Regions from separate parts of the Sus scrofa genome. Here region 1 is linked to region 2. A link is a contact called in public Hi-C data. All regions are on one chromosome and are shown on one strand. The core of a region is the stretch at or near the end of the contact, and the rest is flanking DNA. Distances in the headings are between cores, read along the strand shown. Region 1 overlaps LOC100737821. Region 2 overlaps LOC100737821.

The links. A called contact is a pair of places that touch in the nucleus more often than the background predicts.
Region 1: a contact with region 2 is called in a Hi-C map of fibroblasts, with 1.7 times the contacts expected there. The contact joins two enhancer-like sites. A contact is called at or near these places in 2 of 47 Hi-C or Micro-C datasets (embryonic fibroblasts and fibroblasts).

Annotation. Positions count from the first base shown.
Region 1 is chr2:28,823,041-28,829,010 of Sscrofa11.1, reverse strand. It overlaps LOC100737821, which reads right to left. Exons shown (of 11, transcript XM_021083225.1): 11 at 587-1,826. Among named protein-coding and RNA genes, the nearest start is that of RCN1, 110 kb to the right of the region's middle. Within about 2 kb of position 2,545, at least 5 of the 83 cell types and tissues checked have an H3K27ac peak or open chromatin away from gene starts, as enhancers often do. A contact at or near this core is called in embryonic fibroblasts, where this site is marked.
Region 2 is chr2:28,536,020-28,541,894 of Sscrofa11.1, reverse strand. The region is part of intron 1 of LOC100737821; the gene reads right to left. Among named protein-coding and RNA genes, the nearest start is that of WT1, 130 kb to the right of the region's middle. Within about 2 kb of position 2,129, at least 9 of the 83 cell types and tissues checked have an H3K27ac peak or open chromatin away from gene starts, as enhancers often do. A contact at or near this core is called in embryonic fibroblasts, where this site is marked.

The sequences.
Region 1 (5,970 bases), core at 1,296-3,795, 290 kb before region 2:
GAGCTGGGTCTTCAGCCAGGTCAGTTTGTACTTGGGTGGACAGGACCCACCTATGCGATGGAGTGGCCAGATTTGTAGGAGAGCTCCTTAGAAGAATGATTTCTTTCTTCCTTCCTTCCTTCCTTCCTCCCAAAAGCATTTGGGGTTGGTAGATGCAATCTATTACATTTAGAATGGCAATGATGGTGGCGCAGAGGAAACGAATCCGACCAGGAACGATGAGGTTGCAGGTTCCATTCCTGGCCTCACTCAGTGGGTTAAGGATCTGATATTGCTGTGGCTGTGGTATAGGCTGGTGGCTACAGCTCCGATGAGACCCCTAGCTTGGGAACTTCCATATACTGTGGGTACAACCCTGAAAAGACCAAAAAAAAAAAAAAAAAAAGAAAGAAAGAAAGAAATTCCTATAGAATGGCAATGAGTTCCTATTGTATAGCACAGAGAACTATATCCAATCTCATGGGATAGAACATGATGGAAGATAGTGTGAGAAAAAGAATGTGTGTGTGTGTGTATATATATATATATATATATATATATATATATATCTGGATCACTTTGCTGTACAGCAGAAATTGGCACAACATTGTAAATCAACTATACTTTAATAAAAATAATAAAAGTGTATAAAAGCACGTTAGTCCAGGAGCAGAGTTTGACTATGAGGTTCTCCACTGCTCTAGCCTCCCCCCAGTTCCACCTTGTTCTCTCTAGCTATGCATCCTATGAAGCCGGGAGGCGTTGGTGGGGTGGGCAGCTGTCTGTTGAAATGCTAAATTGACTGCGACCCAGCCAGTCCATTTCTTCGTGTAGAGGGATTTGAACCTAAGCAGGCTGAGTGAATTAACCCCCTGCCCTCCCGGCCCCTCAGCCCTCCAGGCAAACCATGAATCAAATGGAATGCCCCTCATGCTCAGAGGCTGCAGGGCTGTCATTCCATTATGCTTAGTTTGGGGTAAGAGGTCTCTGGAGACAATATAATGAGTCAGGGCTTCTGGGGCGGGGGAGCCGTGTTACACTGAGTGTCCTCAGCCACGTGGCCACGATGGAACCAACACATGTACTGGCAGCTTTCTGGGCAAATGATGGGATTTTTTTGTTGGTTTGTGTAAGGAAGGAATATGTGTAAGCTCACCAGTGAAGAGCAGGAAGTTGTCAACACCCAGGTGGCCGCGTTGCTAAGAAGCCGAGCGAGCCCATCTGCTGTCATGTGCACGAAGGGGATTTTGCAAGTGGAAATGTTGCCTTATTGCTGCCGGCCACGGAGGAAGAAACAGTGGAGGAGTTCAGGGACAGAAAGGGCCACCGCTAGAGGACGCTGGAGAGCTCATGTAACTTCTGAATGAGACCCCACAGGATAAAGGGGATACAAGGAAGAGAAAGAAACTACCTTCTTGCCGAGGAAAGAATCTGTGAGCCAAGCATTCACCTCCAAGCTTCACTGCTGGTCTGGAGGGAACATGATTCAAGGTGCCAAACCCTTAGCAGAGAAGACTAGTCAGAAGCTAACGCGTTTCACTCTCTGGAGGAGAGGAAGCGCCAGACTAGGGATCTCCTGGGCATTTTCTCTCCCTCCAGTGCTTTAAATGAATTTGTAGTTTATTATCCACAACAGAATCAAATATATTTTAAAAAGAGTCATGCATTGGGAGTTCCCATCGTGGCGCAGTGGTTAACAAACTTGACTGGGAACCATGAGGTTGCGGGTTCAATCCCTGGCCTTGCTCAGCGGGTTAAGAATCTGGCATTGCTGTGAGCTGTGGTGTGGGTCGCAGACACGGCTCAGATCCCACGGTGCTGTGGCGCTGGCATAGGCTGGAGCAGCCCTAGAAAAGGCAAAAAGACAAAAAAAAAAAAAAGAAAAGAAAAAAGGAGTCATGCATTGCATGTCCTCAGATAGGAAGTTTCCTCTGAAATGCAAAAGTCCTTTTCCCCAGGGAAACTGTCAAAGGTACATACATATGAAAATACTTTGTTCAGTTTCAAAAGGCTCATAGATGTCTAAAACCCACCTTGAACTACATAAGGGTAGATCTGCAGCCCCAAAAGACTGAGCCTGCCCAGCTGATTCAGTCCACAGACAGGTATAGTATCAATGCAGGTTCAAACATCTCTTACAACAGCTCCCAGGTTCCCCAGAAGTTTATAATTCACTTTTGGGAACCCTAGCTCTGGTGGCCTCTAAATCCTTGTTAGCTCCATAAAATCCACAATTCTTAGTTCACAGGTCTAGAGGACTCAGCTTCCCCCAAAATAACACATCTACCCAGGGCTGAGAAAAGGAAATCCTTGGGGAAACAAACAAACAAACAAAAAAAACCAACCCCCCCAAAAACAGAAAAACATATTATGCCTGTCCTGATATTAGAAAGGACAGGGTGGGAGACGGGTATCCTTGCTTGAGATTGGTGGATGTAAGCTTCCTTTTCAACCCTATCTGTTCATGTTTTCGAAGCTGAGATTTCCCTCTCCGGGTGAGGTGATGGCATCGGGTTCTGAATCAGCTCGTCCACGCCTGCCTTCTTCCTGTGAGCCTCACTGCAGACTTCTTTCGTGCTTCCCATGAACACACTTAATTGGCCATGTGTCAGCTCGGTTGCTGAGCTGATCTAAGTCATGATGAATCTTTCCTGCTCTTTGCCCCTGGCCCCAGCTTGCCACATGATTCTGTATCATCAGCACTCACCATGAATTTACATTTGTTCTTTTTTTTCTGGGTCATTTATAAAGCTAGAGGCAGAAAAAGCCCAAGATACTGATTTGGAGAAACTGTGTTTTAACCTTTCCACTTCACTCCTGAATATTCATGACAGCAGCAGACACATATTCATGGGATTTGTGGATGGAAAAGGGGGTCACGGTCCAGAGGTACTTTGCAGAGAGATTTGGCGATTGGCTGGGGAAGGTGCCTGGAGACAGAGATGGGGGCTCTGATGACTGTTGGCTGAGCAACCACTGCAGGGTAATTCCAACAGCTAGGAAGGTGGGAATCGGGTGGACAAAGAGGACAGTTCATGAGTTCGGTTTCGAAAATGCTGATTTCTGGGAAGTGGGTAGAGACACCAGGAAGAAGGTGGATAAACAGGTCTGCAGCTCGAAAGCGAGGTCTGGCCTGGAGATACCCATTCAGGAGTCATCCGCTTGTAGCTATGACTTGGGAGTGAAAGAACTTAGCCAGAGTGTTGCAGCTGGCGCTATGGATGCAGACAATGTGGTATCTTCATCCTTTCCAGGAGGCTGTGGAGTGACTGAGACACGTACTTTCACAACCCCCATGAGCAAGCAGCCTGTTTCTATTCTGTGATATGTGTATGGGGCGGGGAGGGCATATACTTCTGCATCTCTTTGTATTCCCTCCAAGGGAAAATCCATTATGCAAAACATTATCAAGCAACGCAGATTAACCAAGTGTCGCTGGAGAACTACAAGAGGGGCTACACACGCCCCTTCCAGCAAAGCTGTCCAAACATCTTCACTGGATGTATGTGGTCCTTCTCCATCACCCCCTCTCCCACCATCATGAGCAGCCTCTCTCCACTGCCACCCTTCCATCACGAAGTGCTCACATGCTCCTTTATTGACCTAAACACTTTGGCTCTGGCTCCTAATTTGCACAGCCCTCTCAGTAAAACAAAATTCCTGCCGTTAACCAGACCCACCTCCTTAGAAGGAAGCATAACACCAATAGCATTGCTTGTGTGTGGGTGGGGGGGCGGGGGGGGAAGCTCCAATACCAGGTGTAGTGTGGGTTATGCTCAATCTCAGCACTAATGGCACTTTGGACCTGATCATTCTTTGTGGTGAGGGCCGTCCCATGCATTGTAGGATACTGAGCATCCCTGGCCATACCCCCCTGGAAGCTGGTAGTACAAACAGCCTTCTGCCCCTAGTGGTTTCTCAACTTCCTGGGATAAAATCCCAACTCCAACACTCACTAATTTTGTGCCTTTGGGTAAATTATCCAACCTCTATGTGCCTGGATTTTCTTATCTATAGAGTACTACTACTACTAAGAACAATAATAATATCTGCTTCCTAGGGTTCTAGTGAAAATTAAATGATTCAATACTTGCAAAAGACTCAGAAGAGGGAGTTCCCGTCGTGGCGCAGTGGTTGACGAATCCGACTAGGAACCACGAGGTTGTGGGTTCGGTCCCTGGCCTTGCTCAGTGGGTTAAGGATCCGGTGTTGCCGTGAGCTCTGGTGTAGGTTGCAGAAGCAGCTTGGATCCAGCATTGCTGTGGCTCTGGCATAGGCCGGTGGCTACAGCTCCGATTGGACCCCTAGCCTGGGAACCTCCATATGCTGCGGGAGCAACCCTAGAAAAGGCAAAAAGACAAAAAAAAAAAAAGAAAAAGAAAAAGACTCAGAAGAGGGTCTTCCATATAACAAAGTACTCAGTAAATGTTAGCCCTTGATACTATTCCAAAGGGCATACCAAATAATTCCTTCTGACCCTGGAGAACACTCTTCAAGAAGAGATCTGGTGAATATGATTTTCTTTTTCCAATGTGACTTAATAATTTTATTCTTAACCACCTCTGAGAGCCTCAGAACAAGTACATTCAGCCCCTGTCTTCACAAAAGGATTTAAGTTTTAATCCTGCTCAATGAACAAAGATCAGGGATTTGGGGGGCATCGGGTTGTTCCCTTGACTCTCATATCCCTGAGGGTGAGCACTTGTACTTAAATGAAAATAACTTGAATGAGAGTTCCCGCAGGGGTGTAGCAGAAACGAATCTGACTAGTATCCATGAGGATGTGGGTTCGATCCCTGGCCTTGCCAGAGGGTTAGGGATCCTGCATTGCTGTGCGCTGTGGTGTAGGTCACAGACGCAGCTAGGATCCCGAGTTGCTGTGGCTGTGGTGTGGGTTGGCAACTGCAGCTCCATTTCAACCGCTAGCCTGGGGATTTCCATATGCTATGGGTGCAGCCCTAAAACGCAAAAAGAAAAAGGAAAAGAAAAAGAAAATAGCTTGACTAGCCATCCTATGTGCAAGAGGAAAGCCAGTGTCCTTCCCTGCCCTCTGGGAATGCATGTATTCTGTCTCTATTGGATGACTTGGCTGCATTGAAGTCTTGGCCTGCTTACCTGGCCCGTTTCACCTGTTCCCTTACCTCTGTGTCTCACACTAGAGGTGGTTGGTCCTTTCCTTTGATATTCCCAGCAGGGAGTGGTGTGGGAGGGAGTTTTTACTGGTGATTCAGCTGTCATGAACAGCAAACCATGTAAAGCTGAATGGTAGCCTTTCCTGTGTTTCAAAGCCTCTTAGTGGTGCCCATCCCCGGGAGAGTCTCCCTGGCTCTCTCCTGCTCCAGGTCCCATCCCCCTTTCACCTCCAGAATCCCCTCTTTCTGCCTCCTCCTCTCACCTCTTTCCCAGTTTCTCTTTATTCCTGGGCTCCTCACCTCCTTCCTCAAAATTCTTTCTTTATTCTAGGAGTTCCTGTCATGGCTCAGTGGTTAACGAATCCGACTAGGAACCATGAGGTTGCAGGTTCGATCCCTAGCCTCGCTCAGTGGGTTAAAGATCTGGCATTGCTGTGAGCTGTGGTGTAGGTCACAGATGTGGCCCGGATCCTGCATTGCTGTGGCTGTGGTTACAACTCTGATTAGACCCCTAGTCTGGGAACCTCCATATGCGGTCCCAAAAAGACCAAAAAAAAAAAAAAATTCTTTCTTTATTCTGCAAAGCAATTTGTTCTTTTTGTTTCATTCTTGCACCATCAGGAAGGAACCATAAAAAAAGATCTTTTCACAAAACAGCTCTTTACGGAGCTTAAGTTTTAAAAGACAGTTATTTCCTGAAGAATTCCTCAACCAGCCATTGAAAATGGCTTTCTCCTCTGGACTTCACACCTTCATATGACATTATAGACCACACAGCCCCATCCCACCACTACCCTGTTACACTAGCGATTGCCATTTTTATAGATTCCTTTCTAGTCTTTTGCTTGCCTTTTTTTTT
Region 2 (5,875 bases), core at 880-3,379:
AGGCTGAGAGTTAAGGCCACCCCAAGGAGGAGTCTACTCTAGAGCCCATTCCAGGCTCTATATCACCGGACTGCCTGAGTAGAACATGGAAAGGGTACAGACACCCATCAGCCCTTCTGGAAACACCATCTATAGTAAGGAAGGGCCAGCACTGTCTTCCTATTGAAAACTGGCCAACTCTTAGGAGGCTCCTTGGAAAACTAAAGCAGTCAAGGATGAGGATGAGCCTGTTACTTTGTTAAAATGAAACTTTAAAAACTATGCTTCCACACAAAGCTTTCTTAGCTTAGGCAGCGCAGAAAACTGCTGGTCTTTCCATGTCCTATAATTACTCCAGGAAGTCCCAGGGCTCTGCAGGCATCAAGGGCCCAATAGGAGGAGCTGCTGGACTCAATAATTCCTCACATTCTCCTCAGAGCCACCTTTTGGGCTTCCTTTTGCCTGACTCTGGAACAACCCAGGATCAGGAGGATCATCTTGTCAACATTAACAAAACACAGAGCCACACAACGTCTTAATGGTTCTTTCCAGGAAGTTTAGTGGCTGTGATTCTTCCTTTAAATGGATCCTTAGACTTAGAGCACATTTCTAAAGAAAAAAAAAAACAAAAAGCAAAAAAACTTAGACATCAGGGAAACAGTCCCCAGATGAGTAATAAGAAAACAATCCCTCAGCTGCCATCAGTGGTTTCACTTTGGTTAAACGCATTTTATTCTGTTGTGTTTTTTTCCATTAAAGCCAGAGGGTGAGGCCACAGCCCTGTGTGGAGAAGGTTGTGAAGACTTCTCATGGTAATCAGTGGCAATGGGACAGATTTTCAAACAAGAAGCCAGAATGTAGGGCGCAAACCTAAAGCAGAGAAGAAACTCCTGTCCCTCCTTGGGATCCTCTCGTCATATCCAGATCTGCCTCCTTCCCTGCGTTGAGAGAGACACCTTCTGCCATAGGAGGCAGCCAGGAGCTGAAGGCAGAATAGTATCCAGGTTTCCAAATACCCCGGTTCTCCAGAGCAGGTTTTTTTGTTTGTTTGCTTTTTACGGCTGCATCCGAGGCATACGGAAGGAAGTTCCCAGGCTAGGGGTCAAATCAGCTGTAGCTGCCGGCAACAGCCACAGCCACAGCAACACAGGATCCCAGCCGGGTCTGCAACTTACACCACAGCTCACGGCAATGCCCGATCCTTAACTCACTGAGTGAGGCCAGGAATCAAACCTGCGTCCTCATGGATGCTCGTCAGGCTCATTAACTACTGAGCCATGACAGGAACTCCCAGAACAGGTTTTTAATGTACAGATTCTATGACCTACTTAAGGGCAAGTGAATTGGAATTTTGAGGAATGGCCCCAGATCGTTTTGTATTCGTTTTTGTTTTTTTAATTCATCTGTTTTACATTTCCCAAGTGATTCTTCTATGCCCAGACCACAGTGATCCACAGACTAGTTTTTAGAACCACTGGTTTCCCCCCCCTTTTTTTTTTCCCTGTTGCTAAGTTTATTCCCTTCCATTATCCCTTCTGACCTTAAGATGTGTATCCACCCATCCTCCTCACAAAGCAGAGGTAAAGGCGGACAACGCCCCATCACAGGAAAGAATGGGATCAAGACTTAGCAACCATGAGGCTGACTTCTTCTTCAACCAGAGTAGTTCTGCATTTATCTGTTATAAATACTGCACTTCCATGTACATTCATCTGAAGGAACAGTTCCACTGCAGGGGGAAAAAGGTTGAAAAATATTGCCTTTTATAGAACCATAATATAACCCAAAACACATTTCATCTTCAGATCCATGTTAACATTTGAGGCAAATACAGTTTCGTGGGCTACCTCAAAAACCTAAATATCATTTACAGCATGGATCCTGTAGGAAAAACATCCCATGAGTCTGAATTCAAGATGGCAAAAACACATCTCTCTCCCCACTAGCAACTTTCCACTGGTTAAGCAGCCAGATGGGACTTGTTATCGCCCCTGAATACCCTCAACCCCATCCCCAGGACTAAAATGAGTCCTGGCTTGGAATAAAGAAAACTCTCCCTGAAGCCAGAAGGGAATCCCTAGTCCTTCCCTTCTTGACTTAACCACCCCCTGCTGTGGCCACAAAGGCTAGAGGTTGTCCAATGGAAAGGGACAGCACCGGCACACAAGGGCACACCAGTTCTCTCTGGGGCTCAGGAAATTCTGCTCACCAGACCCCTTGCTATACCTATTAGTGTTCCCAATAAATATTTGATGTGCAAAGAGGAAGCTACAGAGCCACTGCCATTGGAGTATGTTAGACCTCCCGCTTTGAACTGCTTTGAGGAGTTAGCTATGAATCATCCCCATGCTCCCCGGGGAGGAGCAGCATTTGTGGACTTAGCCCTGAACATGGGTTAAAGCAGATCCATGTGGTGACCTTATTCTTAGCATCATGACTACAATATCCCAACCAGACAAGGCCAAAAAACCACCATGGTAAGAATTAAGGCACTGCTAACTACTTCATTTGCCAGGCTCATATTTCTCTCTTCCTTAACCTCTGTCTAACAAAACCACATTCTAGCGACTGCTGACTCCGCATAAGGAGCCAAAAGTCCTGTCTGTTCCTGATGCTAATGAATGAGTTTGAATCAATAAAAAAAATTAATTCATAATAGTTCCATCTTAACTGAAAACAAATCAATCCTAAGTGTAAATAACCACATTATACCGCATGTGTCCTGGAGGGAATAAATTTATTTAAATTTCTCAACCGGCAGCACTAACAGCTCCAGTAATGACCTATAGGAGGTAATGACCTAGTAATAGGTACTGACCTATAACATTTGAAGGCTTACCTAGGATACCTGAAAGCCTCAACTGGGCTTGCTAAACTGTGTTAATTGATAACAAGAAGTTAGAATCACACATTTCCTCACATATTCAGGAGCAAAGCTCGAAACCAGTCCTCCTAATTACAAAGGACAATGCCTTAAGCATTCCAGTTAACTAAGAGCTTGTCTTATGATTGCATTTGTAACACTAAAAGCTTTTGTTCATTCATATATCAAATAATAATGGCAGCCAAATGTCAGGCACTGTTCCTGGCTTCTTTTCTAACCACCCGTCCCTAAATTCCACCTTCCAAAATACTGGGTTGCTCAGAATGCCCAGAAAATGCTCTGCTCTGTCCAGGCCTACACATGCTGTTCCCTCTGCCTGGAATGCCCTTCCCCAGGAGAGTATACACACATACACACACACATACACACTCTCTCCCACCTCTGCCTTCATCAGCTTCCAGCACTAATATTTCACTCTCCTTCACTCAGTTCAAAGGCCACTTCTTCCAGGAAGCCCTCCCCAACCCCCTATAGTAATATGAGCTGCCCTAACTTTGTCTCACTGCAAAATGGAGCCTATTTACGTGTATCTCTCTTCCAGTGAGCTTTGCAGAGCAGGAACCATGGCACTGAGAAGAGGTTCTTTTTAGTGGTTACCTAAGCCCTGGAACTAACTCCTTGAATTCTAATCCCAGTTCTCTCTCTTAATCATGGCATTTGTGTATACTAACAATGAAATATTAGAAAAGGAATACAAAAATACAATATCTTTTAAAATTGCACCCCAAAAAATCAAATACCTGGGAATACACTGACCAAGGAGGTAAAGGACTTACATGCTGAGAACTATAAAACACTAATCAAGGAAATTAAAGAAGACATAAAGAAATGGAAAGATATTCCATGTTCCTTGATTGGAAAAATTAATATTGTAAAAATGGTCATACTACCCAAAGCAATCTACAGATTCAATGCAATCCCTATCAAATTACCCATGACATTTTTCACAGAACTAGAACAAACAATCCAAAAATTTATATGGAACCACAAAAGACCCAGAATCGCCAAAGCAATCCTGAGAAACAAAAACTAAGCAGGAGGTATAACTCTTCCAAACTTCAAGCAGTATTACAAAGCCACCATCATCAAAACAGTGTGGTACTGGTACCAAAACAAACATACAGACCAAAGGAACAGAACAGAGAACCCAGAAATAAATCCTGACACCTATGGTCAACTAATTTTTGACAAAGGAGGCAAGAGCATAAAATGGGAAAAAGAAAGTCTATTCAGCAAGAATTGCTGGGAAAACTGGACAGCTGCATGCAAATCAATGAAACTAGAACACACCCTCACACCATGCACAAAAATAAACTCAAAATGGCTGAAAGACTTAAATACACGACAGGACACCATCAAACTCCTAGAAGAAAACATAGGCAAAACACTCTCTGACATCAACCTCATGAATATTTTCTCAGGTCAGTCTCCCAAAGCAACAGAAATAAGAGCAAAAATAAACCCATGGGACCTCATCAAACTGACAAGCTTTTGCACAGCAAAGGAAACCAAAAAGAAAACAAAAAGACAACTTACAGAATGGCAGAAAATAATGTCAAATGAGGCAACTGACAAGGGCTTAATCTCTAGAATATACAAGCAATTTATACAACTGAACAGCAAAAAAGCCAACCCAATGGAAAAATGGGCAAAAGACCTGGATAGACAGTTCTCCAAGGAAGAGATACAGATGGCCAACAAGCACATGAAAAAATGCTCAACATCCCTGATTATTAGAGAAATGCAAATCAAAACTACCATGAGATACCACCTCACACCAATAAGAATGGTCATCACTAATAAGTCCACATATAACAAGTGCTGGAGGGGGTGTGGAGAAAAAGGAACCCTCCTGCACTCTTGGTGGGAATGTAAGCTGGTACGGCAACTATGGAGAACAGTATGGAGATACCTTAGAAATCTATACATAGAACTACCATATGACCCAGCAAAACCACTCCTGGGCATATATCCAGACAAAACTTTCCTTTAAAAAGACACATGTACCTGCATGTTCATTGCAGCACTATTCACAATAGCCAAGACATGGAAACAACCCAAATGTCCATTGACAGATGATTGGATTAGGAAGATGTGGTATACGTACACAATGGAATACTACTCAGCCATAAAAAAGAATGACATAATGCCATTTGCAGCAACATGGATGGAACTAGAGACTCTCATCCTGAGTGAGGTAAGTCAGAAAGAGAAAGACAAATACCATATGATATCACTTATAACTGGAATCTAATATACAGCACAAATGAACCTTTCCACAGAAAAGAAAACCATGGACTTGGAGAATAGACTTGTGGCTGCCTGGGGGGAGAGGGAGGGGGTGGGAGGGATCGGGAGCTTGTGGTTAACAGATGCAAACTATTGCTCTTGGAATGGATTAACAATGAGATCCTGCTACATAGCATAGAGAACTATGTCTAGATACTTACATCGCAACACAACAACGGGAGAAAAAATTATGTATGCGTGTATGTATAACTTGGTCTCCATGCTGTACAGTGGAAAAAAAATTTAAATAAATAAAGAAAGAAAGAAAAATCACTGTGTAATTTGTGGCAAGAACTCAATCACTCTGGTCTCAGAGTTTGCTCATCTTTAAAACAGAGATAACGGAGTTCCCTTCATGGCGCAGCAGAAATGAATCCGACTAGAACAATGAGGTTTCAGGTTCAAATCCTGGCCTCACTCAGTGGGTTAAGGATCTGGTGTTGCTGTGAGCTGCAGTGTAGGTCGCAGACATGGCTTGGATCCAGTGTTGCTGTGCTTCTGGCCAAGGCTGGCAGCTACAGCTCCAATTGGACCCCTAGCCTGGGAGCCTCCATATGCTGCAAATGTGGCCCTAAAAAGACAAAATAAAATAAAATAAAATAAGTAAAATAAAATAAAATAAAATAAAATAGGGATAACAACATGCCTTTCTCCTTGTGTAATTAAAAGGATTGGTCAATATATGTAAGGTACTTAGAAGAGTGAGTTACTCATAATAAGAGC